Regions from separate parts of the Mus musculus genome. Here all the other regions are linked to region 3. The links are chromatin contacts, called in public HiCAR-type, HiChIP or PLAC-seq and promoter capture Hi-C maps. All regions are on one chromosome and are shown on one strand. Each heading gives the region's core, a stretch centred on a gene start, on an enhancer-like site or on the middle of the called end of the contact. The rest is flanking DNA. Distances are from core to core; before and after follow the strand shown.

Region 1 (3,972 bases), core at 1,341-3,840, 2.3 Mb after region 3:
CAAGCAGGAGAATGAAATGACATCTCCTCTCGACCCTTCCATCAACTACCTTGTACCACCGTTATTTAAGTATATATGAGAGCTCTCCCACCTAATTGTACATGCCCTCTGTGGACACTGACCTAAGGGGGTCTAACAGACCTTAGTAACTAAGATGGCCCAAGCCTCTCGTTTCATAGATTAGACAGAGGCTAAGTGACCTGCCAAGAGTCAAGGTCATTTTAAGTGGCAGAGCTGGAATTCAAACGAGGCCAAGAGAAGAGATTCCAAGTTCTGTCCAATCATAATGAAGTGGAAAATCATGCTTGTGTTACAATGTTTACCTAAATTCTAGGTACCCTCACAGAAAAATTGAAAGGAGAAAAAGATCCAAAACCTATACTATTACTAAAAATTACATCTCAATAATTCAATCTATTTCGTTCGGTTCTGTATCTTATTCTTTCTTTCCTGCTTTTCACAATATAACTTGTTTAAACATCCAGCTGACATTTAGCCACTGGTATCAGCTCTTAAGGTCCCTTTAAATGATTCCATAATTATTTAGAGTTCCAGAAAAACCCCTTAATGGGTAAGCCAATACTGTTTCTTTGCCAAGAGAACAGATTCTGTAACAGTCACCCCAACAGATTAACATTTATAAAATCAAAAAGCCAGAAATTTGGAACAATTAATTCTACATGGTGAAAAATACTTGTGCAATTACAAGTGTGCTAATAACCCCAACATAAGCCTAGAACTTCCAGTAAACAAACGTAAGCCATATTAAGACCTAAAACAAATGGAAGTTGTTTTTACTGTATTAATCTGTAAGTTTCTGAGTGTCTAAATATGATGCAAAAACAAATAGGTAAAGGAAAAGTCTGTTTAAACGTGGATCTGAAAACGGGTCAAGTATAGTACAATTCTCTGATAATTTAGAAATTACAGCTCAATAGAACTAAACGTTTTCCAGAAATGCATTACTTCGGGGTAGGAGACAAAAAAACAAACAAACAAACAAAACCTAACCAAACAAACAAACAAAAAAAAACCCCACTTCTCTTTTGAGGTAGTATTTGATGCTTACCAGTTACCAGTGCAAAAGCACTCAGACCCAGCAGAAGTGATAATCACTTACTGGTAACAATTTTTAATTACTTTCCCAACTGATAAAAAGAGCACACACTGAACACAGACTAAAATGTAGTTTCAAAGGAAAACAAAACGCAGTTTATGCTTCATGAAGTTCAAGGACAAAACTGTTTCCAATGCAACAGAATCCGCCTGACTACAATGTGCAGAGACAGAGAGGAAAAAATGTGAACACATAGTATCTTTTTATAAAGGCAACAATTTAGCTACAAAGTAATAACGGGGAAGCCAAAACAGTTTGACAGCCCGCCATAAGGGCCGCCTCAATCATGAGTCACACAATGCCTGCAACCATTTACAATAGTAATTAATGCACAAGTCCCCTAATTAAATTCTAAAAGGGTGAGAATGCTTTAACTAAGTTTACAAGAACTGCCTTTTGCTTTTCTTTTTAAGAACGAACACACTCGTAATTACGCGTCTCCCTGCAATGCCCCCCCCATGCAATATTCCCTGAGGCCGTTTCTCCCGAATGTCTGTTCCGTGAGTGCGAAAGCAAATGACACGGGGTTGGGGGGTGGGGGTGGAGGTTGGGGGGGGGGGGTCCGTAAACCCAGGAAGAGCGAAGCAGAGTGGAAACACACGATTATAAAGGGGCGGGAGACCGAAGGCTCGCCCATCTTACCTGCTAAGATTTCTCTCTACGTCTTTGGTAGCTTTAGCTTCCAATTCTCTGAAATAGCAAACAAAAACAAACACAAAAAAAAAAAAAAAACGGGGGGAGGGGATGCGCGTGAAAACGGAGCTGCTGCGGCAGAGCGCCCGCGCGGTGGGGGAGGGGCGGGGCTGCGGGCTGCAGCGCTGCGGGCCGCCGAGCCCAGGGCGACCGAGCCCAGAGCCGTAGCCCGCGCCGGACCAAGCTTCCCGGACCGCCCGGGACTCCCGCCCACGCCCGCGTCCCCCCGGGGACTGCCCCGCGCCGCCGCCCATCAGCCCGAGGGGGTCCTGCGGCAGCGCCGGAGGCTGGCTCCTGGCCCCCCGAGCGAGCCTCCCCTCCGGTCCGCTCACCTCATGTGTGTAAAGTGCACTAGCGCGTGAGGCGCGGGGAACGAGGCTCGCGAGCCTCAAGCCCTCCGCAGCGCCGCGGGGACAGGCCCGAGCCGCTGCACCAGCGCCATTTTCTACACCGTCCCGCTGCCGCCGCCGCCGCCGCCGCCACCGCTGCCGCCGCAGGCCCCAGACCGGAAGTGAATGCCCCACTCGCAACCCCTTCCGGGGGCGCCGTGGCCCGGGAGCCCCAAGATGGAGGTCCTAGCAACTAGGCCTGCCGGACGAGGCAGCCACTTGACAACTGTCTGACGCGTCCAGGACTTCGCCGGAGCTGTCGGGGAACTCCGAGGTTCCCCACGAGCGGCTCTGGGGCCTGGCAAGAGCGGAGCGCGGCCTTTTTCGCCGAGGCTGGCTCGGGCTTGCCTCGGACCATCCCCTCCTCCTTCTTTACTGCGACACAAGTTTCCTTCCCCTCGGCCCGGCCCCTCCCTTACAGAAACACGCCTTTAAAAAAAAAAAAAAAAAAAAAATCCAGCAAACCGCAAATTCCACCCCTGCCGCTGCCAGACTAGCCCGCGCCGTTTTTTAAATTCACCCACATCTAATTACTTTTGACCTTCAGCCACATTTATTTAACCTCTCGATTTGTGCCTCTTCCCAGGTGAAGAATGCATCCCAGAAGTTTCATTTTTTTTATTTTTGTGCCTCAAATTTTTACACACCCTTGACTCAGCAATTCCACTTGCACGAATTTCTCTGCTCAAGAAATAACCATTTGGGTATCACTTTTAAGTACTTCACAATCAAGATATTAACTCAAATGCACAGGAAAGGTTGAATAACTGTAGCCAGCTACGACATCTAATGCTATGAGGTGGCATTAAACGCAGCTACTTGCAATACCTGGGGTCTTGGTTACAATAAAAGAATGGAAACGCAGATGCCATACTAGTTCTCAGAAAGACATGTGAACACCCAAAAATTCTTACATGTGAACACTGTAAGATACATGTCTGTAGGTAAAGTATGTAAGTCTACATGTAGATAAAATAAGATACAGTAATATAATACATGAAGATACAATTATTACAATTATTTTCTTAAATTACAATATAGACACATACCTGATTGTAAATACAATAAGATACATACCCAAAGGGGGATGCTGCAATATAATGCATTAAGATATTATAATGCACATAGGTACATACATATTCGGTGCATATAATGCTAGTAATCTGCACATTTCTCCTCTACTTAAAATCTACTCCCTTTTACTTTCTCAGAAAACTCGCTCTGCAGACAACCTTCTTTTGCCCTTTTCTATTCTAAGTCCTTTAACTGGTTTAAACCTGCTCCAGTCTCTCCCATGAAACAAGCTCTGTGATTGTCTGCTTCTGCTCTAGGAGAAATGTGTGTTGTAGTTAGCTAATGAGTGGATGAATGCCCAGAAAGGAACTAGCCAGCATGTTAACGTCTGTTTTGCATTTTTCTTCTTTTGGTGTTCTTAATTTTATGAACACCCTATAAACATTTTTTGGAAAAAAATTACAAATTGCAAAATGAAGAATAACAAATAAATGCTAGTAATTTTTACATTTTAATTTATTTGAGATGGGGGTCTTACTCTATATCCTTGGCTAGCCTATGTAGGCCAGACTGGACTCAAACTCAGAAATCTGCCTATCTCTCTCTCCTGAGTTCTAGTGATCTATAACACACACACACACACACACACACACACACACACACACACACACAGGATCAACTTTGGTTAGGTTCTTTGTTAAACTGATACAAGATGGAGTCATCTGAGAAAATGCCCCCATCAAATTGCTGTAGGCAACT
Region 2 (4,059 bases), core at 454-2,953, 2.8 Mb after region 3:
GTTCTAACTCAAGACTATTGATTCTGAATCAGTCATTTCTTGGGTTAACTGAGAGTTAAAAGGGACAAATCTCTTAGCTAAGAGTATAGAGACCATTTGCAGCAGTACTTGGTGTTTTCTGACTTCACATGAAGTAGCCCTTTCCCTCCTGGGTTTCCCACCAGTTGCAAATCTGTGTTGGAAACAGAATCAACTGTAGTGGCGCTATAGGCAGGAGAGTTCAGAGCGTCAGGACGTGGGAAGGAGGCCAGAGAATGATGCAATATTACACTAGCAAGTGATGTCATAGCATTAGTTCCCAAGTCATTTACATAAATGCGAGTTCCCAAGAAACCCTGAGAAATGCCACAGGGAATGCAGGGGGAGGAACCAAGGGAGATCGAGGGGAGGGGAGGAAGCCTGTATTTTCCTGACTATCACTGTGATAAACTTCACTGACTTCCTGGAAGCCAGAGAAACAGCAAAAATCAACCAAGCAGACAAAATCCCTTCTTAGTGGCCCTTTAATCTAGTGGCTCCCTTAGGTAGCAGGTTCACAAAGCTTTGATTTTCTTCATTATTTTTTCACTCCTTGTGATACCCAGGTATTGTCCACTGAAACTGACAGTCACTCTTCAAGTGGTGAAGCAAGTTTAGTAGTGACATAGGCTACCTAAGAGCTCCACATTCTAAAATGGCCTGCCCACCTCATTATAATTTAGAGCAAATCCTCTAATTTTTAAAATTAGAAGCAATGAGATGCAATTCTCAGAGTCAGTCTTATCTAAATGTCAAGGAAATACATTTGCTGGTGATGGGCGTGATTTATGAATGAAGTCAGGTGGAGAGCAAACACCAAGACTTCAGTTTTATTTTGAGCCTAAATAATGAAACACTTATTCATAAAGACATTTTCTTTAGATGTGAGGGTGTGGGGATTAGGGCTTACATATTGTTCCCTAGTATAAGTTAACAAAGGGAGTTCATGACAATGTCTAGTTGGACCAAACTCAGAAGAGGCTGGTAAGCTTTTATTGATTAAAAGATAAAAAACCAGATCAGAGTGCTCCAGGTTAGATCAGTCCCTCAGCACCTTCCTGTCTTCTCTGCTTCCATTCCTTAATAATCCCCATTCACCAAAATGTAATTAAACAAATCCAAAGTCTCCTTCTATAGACAGAAATCCAAGCAGTGCACAACATGCTTAGAGACTCGGGATTAGAGGCTTTCTCAACTGCAGAAGGTGTTTAAGAGCGTTACAAAATCACATCACATTTGGCATAGACCAAAACCAATCAACAAGACCCAACCCTTCCATCCACACAGCACCAGGCTCCGTGGAAGCATAGTCTGGACCCTCACATATTTCCAACAACAATTAAAACTATTTTTCTTCCCCTCCATTGCCTCTATTTCCCCCCCAACACATGTCAGGACATTAGAAGCAGATCATTCAGAGCCAGTGAGAGGAATTTGTAAGTACCTTCCAAGCAGCAGGTCCTCCACAACCCGGAGTGGGTCATTACTTCTTCATTCTTCCTGCTGGTTTCATTGTCACTTGTAGATTTAGTCCTGCACACACCTCTGGAATATAGCCAGTAGTCCGTGCCCACTGCAATGGTCATTAAACTAAAAGCTGCGAAGGCTCCTACAGTAGTGATCAACATCTGGATACCTCTGTCACACATCCTCATAATTCTTCATGGTACTCTGAACGGCTGGGGGTTGGAGGGGTAGATTCAGTGACAGACGGGAGAATCACTCTGCAGCTGGGTAACCTAGGACGGCCTCTTCCAAAAATCCAGATCTCCTTTTGTCAGCATCCACGGGGACTTTGGGAAAGCTGGGATTTCCTGTCTTGGGCTCTCTCCAGTTCCCCGAGTCCTCTATGGCCCTCGGGAGGGTGCGGGCTCCAGGGGGTTGGTCCACATCACTGCCGCGGTCAGAGGATTCCTGGGTTGCTTTCATTCCTCAGGAGCTTGGTGAGGACTAGCGTTTGTGCAGGGCATGGCTTCGGAGCTTGGAGCTGCCAGCTTGGTTTGAGATGCGCCTGGTTTCTCACAGCCCCGAGAGACTCAAGGCAAAAGAAACCCAGAGAGGTCTGGTGTGTGAGCGTGTGAGCGTGTGTGCGTGTGTGCGCGCGTGTGTGTGAGTGTGTGTGTACGTGTGTATGTGTGTGTGTGCGTGTGTATGTGTGTGTGAGTGTGTGTTTGTGTGTGTGTGCGCGCGTGCGTGCGTGTGTGCGAGCGCGTGTGCTGGGGGTGAGGGCGGATGGCAAAAAATAGCTCTGCTGGGAGGCGAGTCGCTGAGAAGAGTGTTCACTGCTTCCCCAGCCTCCCAGGAAAGCTCTCCGCCTGCTCTCCACACCCCCGCGCAAACTGGAGAAAAGGGAGAGTCCTGGGGCGGGGGCCGGCCACTTGCGTCGGAGAGCTGAGGTCCGTGGTGCTGAGCGGACAGCTCCTCTCCTGTTGCCCAGCCTCCCACTTCTCAAGGCCGGGTCGTTGGAGGTCCGTGGTGCTGAAGGGACAGCTCCCCTTGCCGCTGCACCGTTCCTCGTGGTCCTAGTCTAGGAACTCCGGGTGCTGAAGGGTCCCTTCCCTAACACTCTCCTAGTGCGTTCCTAGAGCCAGCCAGCCAGCTCAGCTCTGCGTACTCAAGCCCACAACCAAGCAAAGTTTCGGGAGCCCAGGGCAATCAGCATCAGGGCTTCAGGGCACTGCAGTACGGCGGATCCGGCTCCTCAGAGGGAAGGGTTAAGGACAAGGGCCCACAGCGCACTCTGGCGCGCGCGTTATCTCAGAGCCCACCCCACGCAGCATTCTCTAATCAACCCTCCTCCTCATCCCTGAGCCCAATGAGCCAGGCAACTTTGCTCTTTGCTGCAGGAGTCCACTAGGGAGACAGAAGCCGGGAAAGATCTAATCTTTTTAAAGGGATGGGAGACTGACTGGTGGCTCACTTGGGTGGGCAAAATGTTGTCTATGTGTATTTGTCTCAATTTCATTCCTCAGAAAACAAACCAATATGTCTACCCTCCTGTCTCCGGAGCTCAGATTTACACAGGAGACAGTGTGCTTACATCAGACCCAGAACCATTCATATGTATATGTGAACATATATACCTCTAAAGGGCTGAAGGAACTAAATGTACCTAAACTGTTGTTTACATATCAGGGACCTTGGATGAAGGGATGTAAAGGTTTGATTTCTGAATACACTTCTTAAATATTTTCACACTTTTACATTTGAGGGGGTGGTGAATTCAGGATGAGAGAGCATTGAAAACGTCAGCTTCTCTCCAAAGGCCCTGGTGCTGTTCATTTGTTAACATCTTCTAAGTCAGACCAGGATGCAGGTGTAATTAGGTCTGGGCTCCTTGCTTGCCCAAAGCACAAATGTCATCACACACCTGTGAGTTCTTTCCCTCAGAAATAGCAAATGCTGAAAAGAACTGGCACAGACCAGCTTCCCGGTTCCATATGTTCTAGCATATAGATAAGGACACACACTAAGTTGACTTCAGGCATTCCACCGAATTGCTCTGACCAATTATTTTCTTGTGGGCTGACAGGTAGTAACACCCATTTGGATGCTTGGAATTGAGGCTGCATGCGCTATTTCTACAACCCATGAGATGTGCCCACAACCAGCTGTCATAGTTGAGTGTTATTTAACTGGACAAACATATAATGGAAGGGGATCACAGACATCTCCATTCCCCAGGATGCCATTTCTGGCTGTATGAGAGCTTCTATTCAGGTAACTGAGTAGGGGCAATATACTGAAGAAGTCTCAGACTTGGCTCACAACCTTTTTGTTACTTTGATATTTTTATTTTTATGTTAATGTCATTTGAAGATTTGGTTCTTGGTGTTATATATACATATGCGTGCACATATAGGCTTATTTGTATAGTTGTGTTTATGTCTAAATGAGTACTATGGTCAATTTTGTCATGATTTCTGAATGCCTATGAATTTGTTGCAGACATAAAGTAGATATGTGAGTATATGTGTACACACACATGGTGCAGTTTGTAGGGTCATGTGATCGTGCTTTATATAAATACACAGCTGTATG
Region 3 (4,036 bases), core at 34-2,533:
TAAAATGACACCCACAATCACCCAAACACAGGCCACATGTACCAGCCTCAATGGCCTCATATGTTCCAGTATAAGTTTCTCTCCCACAGTGCAACAGTTAATAGGCCTTAAAGACATCTTGCCGGCCATTGCTTTGCTTTTGAAGTTGGTAGGGGCTGTGTCTTTGCTTGCAAGGTGGCCTTCTGGTATTCTACATTCACGTGTCAGGCAAAAGGCACTGCTTTCAAGTAATGGCCAGGTGCGGGTTGCACAAAACGTTTCTCTGTAGCCTTAATTCTAAAAGGTCTTTAAATAAAGGCCCATTTGTTGGTGTACAAAACGACGCTTTTTGCGAAAGGATGTCACCCAAAGGGTGCAGGATCTAATCTGTGTGGTTCTATCTGGGCTTCCTAAGTGAACTAAGCTGCTCACACCAAAACCAAAGGAGCCAAAAACGGGGCCGAACGGAATCAAGCCTCGCTTCCTAAGTGCACTTTTTGGGGATGCATTACAGAAACCGGTTTTGGTTGCTAAGCGGGATGCTGGATGCCTTAGCATGAACAACAGTCTAGGGAAAGCACGTGCAGTCCTTCTCTCAAAGTACCCGGCTGCTCACGCCCTTCTGGACAGTCTGGATTGGAGGGCTGGCTAAGTGGCCTAAGAGAAGACGCCCCGACTCCCAGGAAGTCTTTGGTTGTTGCTGTGGACCTCTGTCCGCTTACGGGGGACAGGCGGACTTGGGCGAACGGGTTCGAGGATGGAGATTGGAAACAGGTAGCAGTGGCCGCAGCCATGCCTTCCGGACAGACGGCGCAGGCGTGGTTATGTGGGCCGGTCTCGCCACTAAACCTATCCTCACACTTGAACCACTAACCGAAGCCTAAAAGGGAAGGGCACGACAGTTGCACGCATGCGCTATTTGACATCCCTAGCAGCTCCTTCAACTGTTTGTGGGGAGCAGATAGCTACTACGCACGCGGCTTTTCAAGCAGCTCCCAGGCCTCCCAAGGCGCCTGCGTGAAACCGTCCCGGCTCGCCCGCGCCGGGCTTTAGCATGGCGCCTGCGCAATCCGTCCTTCACGGCCAGGCTGCAAGTCTAAGCAACTGCAGCTGCCTGGAGCTCCAACTAACCTCTCTGGCGCTTGGACTTGTTTGTGTCTCTCGTTGCTGGCGACGACTGGTTCCGTCCGGGCGAAGATTCTTCGGCTGGCTTTATCACCGACTACACCGAGAGCATCGATCACTTCTGACTCGGCTGATCGCGACGGGTGCCTAGAGGAACGCGGAGCAATCGATGCCAGGCCCCGCCCTCCTCCGGTTCAAAGACTTGGGAGGCTTGAGCTTTCTTTTCCGGGTCATACCTTGCAGAGCAGTTTGTCACTTGCGACTACCCAATCCTTCCAACTCAGATAATGAGTTCTCCCTATTTTACAGAGTAGGAAGCCGAGGTGGAAGAAAAATAGCCACATGATTTTAGAAGTCACGTATATAATTTGAGCCCACAAGTACTGCTTGCAGGACTGGTTTCCGTGAGTTGGCCTATGGTTTCTTTGCAGAGACAGACTATGTGGAGTGGTGTGGCAGTCAGTTCGAGTTTTGAGTTTCGAGCATTCTCTCCCGGTTGACTCCAGAGGTGCCTGGAGCAGCAGCAGCAAACGATTCCCTGCAGCGATCTGCTAGCCTTGGATTTGGAGTGTGACTTCTACTGGTCAGCAGGGATTGAGTCGGGATGTGGCACTCCTCAGTTTTCGTTTTCTCAGGAACACTGAATCGGTTGCTGCCACACCACTCCACACAGCCTGTCTCTGCAAGGAAAACATCCTTCCAATAGGACTTAGACAGAACTCCAGGATATCCCTTCATTCTCTGTGACAGGCCAGCATTCCAAAGTTCCATGCTTGGTCTTTTGTTTGTTTGTTTGTTTGTTTTTAGGGTGTGTGTGTGTGTGTGTGTGTGTGTGTGTGAGACAGGGTTTCTCTGTATAGCCCAGGCTGTCTTGGAACTCACTTTATAGACCAGGCTGGCCTCGAACTCAGAAATCCGTCTGCCTCTGCCTCCAGAGTGCTGGGATTGAAGGCATGCGCCACCACACCTAACTCATGCTTGGTTTAATAAGTGATTAATCGAACTACTTGTCCCCACTTATCAACAAAATGCTGGACAGCCAAATTAGGTGCCTGCATGTTGGTCCCCATGCAGCTGTGCACAGGCTGACACCCGGGGTGTAGTAGCTCTGACCTGCTATATTAGCAGGCCACCCTTCTATTTTATTTCCTGAATTTTCTAGCTTTGGATTTCTTTCCTGTGAAAGAAAAGCTCTAACTGGGAAGATGAGCAGTCGTTTAAGTGCTTGCTTTGCAAGTGTGAGGGCCTGGCTGTAAATTCTCAGTAAAAAGTCAAGTGCAGGGGCAAGCACCTGCAGTTCCAGAACTGGGGAGGCAGAGACAGGAGGGTCCCCAGGGTTTCTGTCCTGTCAGCCCAGCAGAGTCAGTGAGATCAAGGTTCAGTGAGAGATGCTTGTTTGGTTTTGAACCCCAGGACAAGGGACTCGGGTGCATATTTTACACACCAAAGCAGACCTGGCCTCCAGGTTCTCCCAGAATCCCTCAGTCCCTACCTGGCATACCCTGCTCCCAACCCTGAACTTTCTAGCGTGGGGGCTGGACTGCCCTTCCCCCCAGAAGCTCTTCTTCCCTATATAATCCAGACATTTTGGTCTCTCTCTTCACTCTGTGTGTGGGGCCCCTTTCTCTCTTTCTCCCTCCCTCCCTTCACTCTTCCCCTCCCTGTAACAACCCCCCGCCCACTACCCATGGCTCAACTTCCCTGGACTTGGGGCCAGTGAGCTTGCCCACCCAAGAACAGTTTTTCCAATAAACCTGCCTTTAATACAATCTAATCTGGCTTAAGTTGTCTCATTTCAGTGGTGGTGGCTTATCAACATTGTCTGAAAATGAGATGGAGAGCAATTTGGGAAGATACCCACCATTGACCTCTGACTTCCATATGTCCTTTCCCCCAGCCCCTTCTCTGTCAGCTCTTCTTGTTTAGTCTTCAGGGCACTTGCAGACTTTCTGACCACAAGCTCTCTACTACAATGATAAGCTATGGTCTTTTTTTTTTTCTCTTTTCGAATATATATATATATATATTTAAAGCTCTCTTTACTAAGTCAGAATTTGATCTTTATGTGACAGTGGAAGAGAGTTTGCTACAGAGATACTGTGGTAGGGTGGACGTTAGTTTCTGAGTTGTCCAAACAGATCCCGTAGCAATTGCCAAAGGAGACTTGAACCCAGAAACTGCAGTTACAAAAACCCTCTTGCACAGTGTTCGGGGATGGGATTTAGGCAGCAGTCTGTGGCCTGGAGTGCTGCCAGCCAGAGAGACAAACACTGCTTTGTCAGCTTGCTTATCTGTGTCTTTTGTTTAGTGCTGGGGATAGAACCCAGGGCCTTACACATATTAACACACTCTCCCACTGAACTACCGCCCCCAGCTTTGTTTGTGTATTCAAAACCAGCCTGTTATTATGAGTTATAGGCACAAAGGAAATGTTTCCTTAAAAGAAGTGTAATTTTTCATCACTGTAGGGGTTTTGCCTCCTGTCATCTCCTTGCCACCACCCGCTCTGATCCTAGTGGCTTTGGAAGTGGCCATTAAGCTGGCAGACCCATTTGAGAGCCATGAAAGGCACCAAGCAAACAAAAGGAATCATTTGTGCCCATATTTGTGATTTTTCTCCATTAGATCTGAAGCCTATAATTTAAATATCTCCAAGTGCTCTGGGAACATTTGTGGCTTAATTATGAAATTTATTTTAAATACACAAACAAGACTCTAAACTCAAAAACAACATTTAGTGTGACTGCGGGAGAGATGTTTAATGCACTTCAGTTGCTCAAAGAGGAGAGTGGAGACCTTCCGGTTTTTGTCTCTTGCCTTGTGTGTGATGGTCACTTATTATGCTGTGTTCTTGTTCCAGTTACATCACTGTCTCAGCAAAGAGCTGGTGAGTGAGCCTACAGTAGTAACCTCAGCAAGGCACAAAGATGTT
Region 4 (4,338 bases), core at 1,524-4,023, 2.2 Mb after region 3:
TTGTTTGTTTTTTGGTTTGTTTTTTTGTTTTTTTCAAGACAGGCGAGACAGGGTTTCTCTGTGTATCTCAGTATTTGCTCCTGTGTGTATTCTGTTACCTCTTCTAAAAATGGCCGAAGCACCCACACTTTGGTCTTTTTAAATTCTTGAGCTTCGTCCCTGACCTCAAGCTGTACTACATAGCAATAGTGATTAAAAACTGCATGGTATTGGTACAGAGACAGGAAGGAAGATCAATGGAATAGAATTGAAGAACCAGAAATGAATCCACACACCTGTGGTCACTTGATCTTTGACACAGGAGCTAAAACCATCCAGTGGAAAGATGACAGCATTTTTAACACATAGTGCCAGTTCAACTGGTGGTCAGCATGTAGAAGAATGCAAATTGATCCATTCTTTTTGTTTGTTTTTTTTTTTGTTTTTGTTTTGTTTTGTTTCTTGAGACAGGGTTTCTCTGTACCTCTGGTTGTCCTGGAACTCACTTTGTAGACCAGGCTGGCCTCGAACTCAGAAATCCCCTTGCCTCTGCCTCCCAAGTGCTGGGATCAAAGGCGTGTGCCACCACACCCAGCTAAATTGATCCATTCTTATTTCCTTGTACAAAGCTCAAGTCTCACTGGATCAAGGACCTCCACATAAAACCAGAGACACTGAAACTAATAGAAGAGAAAGTGGGGAAGAGTCTCAAATACATGGACACGGGAAAAGTTCCTAAATAGGACACCAGTAGCTTATGCTCTAAGATCAAGAATTGACAAATGGGACACATAAAATTGCAAAGCTTCTGTAAGGCAAAGGACACTGTAAATAGGACAAAACAGCAACCAATGATTGGGAAAAGATTTTTACCAATCCTACATCCAATAGAGGACTAATATCCAATATATACAAAGAACTCAAGAAATTAGACTCCAGACAATCAAATAACCCTATTTAAAAATGGGGTGCCAGGCAGTGGTGGCACAAGCCTTTAATCCCAGCACTTGGGAGGCAGAGGCAGGTGGATTTGAGTTTAAGGCCAGCTTAGTCTACAGAATGAGTTCCAGGGCAACCAGGGATACACAGAGAAACCCTGTCTCACCTGTCTTGAAAAAAACAAAAAAACCAAACCAAAAAAAAAAAAAAAAAAACCAAACAAACAAAAAACAAAAAACCTCAGGTGAAGCAGATGCTGGCAATGATGTGGAGAAAGAGAAACACTCTTCCACTGCAAGCTGGTACAACCACTCTGGAAATCAGTCTGACAATTCCTCAGAAAATTGGACATTGTATTATTTGAGGACCCAGCTATATCACTCCTGGGCATATATCCAAAAGATGCTCCAACATATAACAAGGATACATACATGCTCAACTATGTTCATAGCAGCCTTATTTATAATAGCCAGAAGCTGGAAAGAACCCAGATGTCCTTCAACAGAAGAATGGATACAGAAAATGTGGTACATTTACACAATGGAGTACTACTCAGCTATTAAAAACAATGATTTTGTAAGTTCTTAGGCAAATGGATGGAACTAGAAAATATCATCCTGAGTGAGGTAACCCAATCACAAAAGAACACATGTACTCACTGGTAAGTGGATATTAGCCCAAAAGCTCAAAATACAGAAGATACAATTCACAGAGAAAGAGCTTTTAAAAAGGCCTGGCCGGGGCTGGAGAGATGGCTCAGCAGTTAAGAACACTGGCTGCTCTTAACTCTGTAACCTCTGAAAACAGCTACAGTATACTCATATAAATAAAATAAATCTTACAAAAAAAAAAAAAAAAAAAGCTCTGGCCAGCTCCTACCTAGAGTTTCATGCCTTACATTCAGGTCTTTGACCCATTTTCTTTTCTTTATTTCTTTTATTCTTTTTAAAGATTTATTTATTTTATGTATATGAGTACACTGTAGCTGTCTTCAGACACCGGAAGAAGGCACCCGATTCCATTAGAGATGGTTGTGAGCCACCATGTGGTTGCTGGAAATTGAACTCAGACCACTGGAAGAGCACCCAGTGCTCTTAACCTCTGAGCCATCTCTCCAGCCCTTGAGCCATTTTCAAACTCATTTTTTATGTAAGGTAATCAAGAGGAATCTTGTTTAACCAGGCAGTTATTTTGGATTCCATGGGCATTATGGGATGCTGAGCGGCATCTCTGGTTAGTATCCCCTACATACCAGGAACATCCCCCAGGTTGTGAGAGCTAAAGTAGCCCCTTTATTGTAGGCTCTTTGTTGAGAAGCCACAGGTGCTCTGAGACCTGCAAGGCCCCTCTCGAGGCAGGTGCACCCCTGTCTTTCCCCAGGCAGGACCTTGCTCTTAGTCCTGATGCACTAGCACTCCCAGCTTTTCAGATCTGGGACAGGAGACTCTCTGAGGAAGAGAAAACAAGGGCAAGTGCCAATATAAGCTCTTATAGGGAAACAAGGAAAGGAAGGAAGGAAGGCATTGAAAGGCAGGCATTGTGTTTCATGGCCTATGAAACAGGAGGAGCAGGCAAGCTCCAGTCCAGCTCTGCCCTCCCCTGAGGCCCAGGCAGGGCTGGAATTTACAGCCCCTGGTTTCTGTGGACAGGGATAATGATACCTGAGCCGAGGTGTTATGTGACCGGAGACAGGCTCTAGAATGGGGATGGGAGGTGGTAGATTCCAGCTCTGACTCTGGAGGCTCGGGGAGGAAGGGAGCTCCATGGGTCTTGGGTGCTGTCTTAAGGATCAGAGCCCCACTGGGTAGGACATGCTCTCTCTGCCTTTAAAGGAGAGGAAGTTGTGGGTCTTAGAGGTGTAGCATCCTGTCTGAGGTCACATAGGCGGTGAGACAGCCTGAGGCCCAGCTTGGCAGACCCACTGCCTCAGAAACAGTGAACTCTGGGGAAAGACAGAATGCAATTCAGGTAGGGATAGTTGCTGTACCTGAGAAAAGTGATGGATGGATCTAGAAAATCTCAGAAAAGGAAAAGAAGCAAGAAGGGAGAAAGGACCGCGGCCTTCGCTTTGAACCCTCGGGGCCATCGGTGTCCCCAGCCCCGCCCCCCACCGGGCTCCTTTCTGCCCATTGCCTGCCAGGCACTGAGGAGCCCACACATAAGCAAGTCTTTCATCACTGCTGGGGGAGGCTGGCACAGCATCTAAGTGATTGAGAGACTTTGGAGCCGGGAAGCTGCTTCTTCACGGTGGGGACAGGAGCTGAGCCACAGATGCTGGGAACCCAGACCTGCCTCCCTGCACCTGCCTTGACCCACAGCCCACAGTACAACTGTGACCTTAGTGGCAAATAGCTTGGGTGCAGAGTATGTGGTGTACTCCCCGCAGACTCTCGTTTCATCCTCCTGGTACCTTCGGCTCGTGGGTGAAAAACAAGGCACCGGGATACCAAAGTGAAGCCGGGTCAGGCCCTGGATGTGCCCATCAAGGCCACAGGTGCTATTGGAACACAGGACAGAAGGTCGCTGTGTCCGAGCAGCTGTCTGTTCCGCTTTCCTCCCTTTGACTGCTTTATTATACATAACGTTATATATGTGCTGGGACTTAGGACTCAGTAAAGTATTTGTTAGGCACTGTCTATGTGGCAGGTTCTGTGTTATGCCCTGGACATGCAGTAGGATATAAAATCTGGCTTATTTTTTTTTACATGCATGTGCCTGGATAGATACATGTGCACATGTGTATCTCATGCATGCATGAGCTCAGGAGAGAGCGCTGGACCCTCTGGCACCAGTTATAGGATGGTATGAGGCACTGCGTGGTACTGAACCCAAGGCCTCCAGAAGAGCAGCCAGGGCTCTTAACCACTGAGCCATCTCTCTAGCCCATTTAGTAGGTGCCAGCTGTGTGCCAGGCTCTGTGTTAGGCCCTGGAAGTCCAAAGGAACATTCATTAGCTATCATCTGTGTGCCAGGTTCTACATAGTGAGCTCTATCTGACTTTGAGGGCTCAGTAGAGCAAGTATCTATTAGGCACTAGCTGTGAGCCAAGCTCGCCACATTTAGGGAGGCAGCCTCCCTCCCATTCTCATGGTTTTCACCCCAGGCCCTTGCCATGCCGTGGCTGCCTAAAACCATCAAATGAAATGAGCTTCCCTCGTTTCTCTGTGCCTTTTGCACAGAGCACCATGATTATCTGAACCTGGCCTGCCTCCGAGGGCCGAGTGATGGGTGGGCCCTTCGATCCCCTCTCAAAGCCCCTGCCAGCTCCCTTCCGGAGGGGTAGGGTGGAGGGCAGCCAGTCCTGACAAAGGCTTTCTTTGCAAGCAGAACAGGCTGCCCTTGAGGTTGCCTAGTGGCCAGAGCACAAAAGGAAGCTCAGTCAAGCAGGGACAGCTCTCACCCTTCCCTTCTGGTGGTTCA

Evidence for each region. Promoter capture Hi-C pulls out the DNA fragments that hold promoters and counts their contacts. HiCAR-type assays count read pairs that join an accessible place to other places. HiChIP or PLAC-seq counts read pairs in DNA pulled down with a chosen protein or histone mark.
Region 1: an H3K4me3 HiChIP or PLAC-seq map of pro-B cells shows a contact between it and region 3, with 12 times the contacts expected there. The contact joins the promoter of Tnrc6a here to the promoter of Kdm8 in region 3. A contact is called at or near these places in 4 of 39 promoter capture datasets (the C10 cell line, embryonic stem cells, hippocampal neurons and 1 more), 1 of 484 Hi-C or Micro-C datasets (B cells), 3 of 115 datasets of contacts at active chromatin or transcription factors (astrocytes, large pre-B cells and pro-B cells) and 1 of 9 other capture datasets (adipose tissue).
Region 2: a HiCAR-type map of astrocytes shows a contact between it and region 3, with 6 times the contacts expected there. The contact joins the promoter of Cacng3 here to the promoter of Kdm8 in region 3. A contact is called at or near these places in 2 of 39 promoter capture datasets (embryonic stem cells and hippocampal neurons) and 1 of 115 datasets of contacts at active chromatin or transcription factors (astrocytes).
Region 4: a promoter capture Hi-C map of embryonic stem cells shows a contact between it and region 3, with 6 times the contacts expected there. The contact joins the enhancer-like site here to the promoter of Kdm8 in region 3. A contact is called at or near these places in 2 of 39 promoter capture datasets (embryonic stem cells and liver), 3 of 115 datasets of contacts at active chromatin or transcription factors (astrocytes, embryonic stem cells and large pre-B cells) and 1 of 9 other capture datasets (embryonic stem cells).

What each region holds. Positions count from the first base shown.
Region 1 is chr7:123,122,503-123,126,474 of GRCm38.p6, reverse strand. Tnrc6a (trinucleotide repeat containing 6a) reads right to left here and starts at 2,590. Exons shown (of 24, transcript NM_144925.3): 1 at 2,143-2,590; 2 at 1,760-1,807. The coding sequence starts at 2,147.
Region 2 is chr7:122,669,388-122,673,446 of GRCm38.p6, reverse strand. Cacng3 (calcium channel, voltage-dependent, gamma subunit 3) reads right to left here and starts at 1,703. Exons shown (of 4, transcript NM_019430.2): 1 at 1,463-1,703. The coding sequence starts at 1,673.
Region 3 is chr7:125,441,867-125,445,902 of GRCm38.p6, reverse strand. It overlaps Kdm8 (lysine (K)-specific demethylase 8), which reads right to left and starts at 1,283. Exons shown (of 8, transcript NM_029842.5): 1 at 1,111-1,283.
Region 4 is chr7:123,218,721-123,223,058 of GRCm38.p6, reverse strand. All of the region lies in intron 1 of Slc5a11 (solute carrier family 5 (sodium/glucose cotransporter), member 11), which reads right to left. Among named protein-coding and RNA genes, the nearest start is that of Slc5a11, 6.0 kb to the right of the region's middle. Within about 2 kb of position 2,773, at least 50 of the 459 cell types and tissues checked have an H3K27ac peak or open chromatin away from gene starts, as enhancers often do. A contact at or near this core is called in embryonic stem cells, where this site is marked.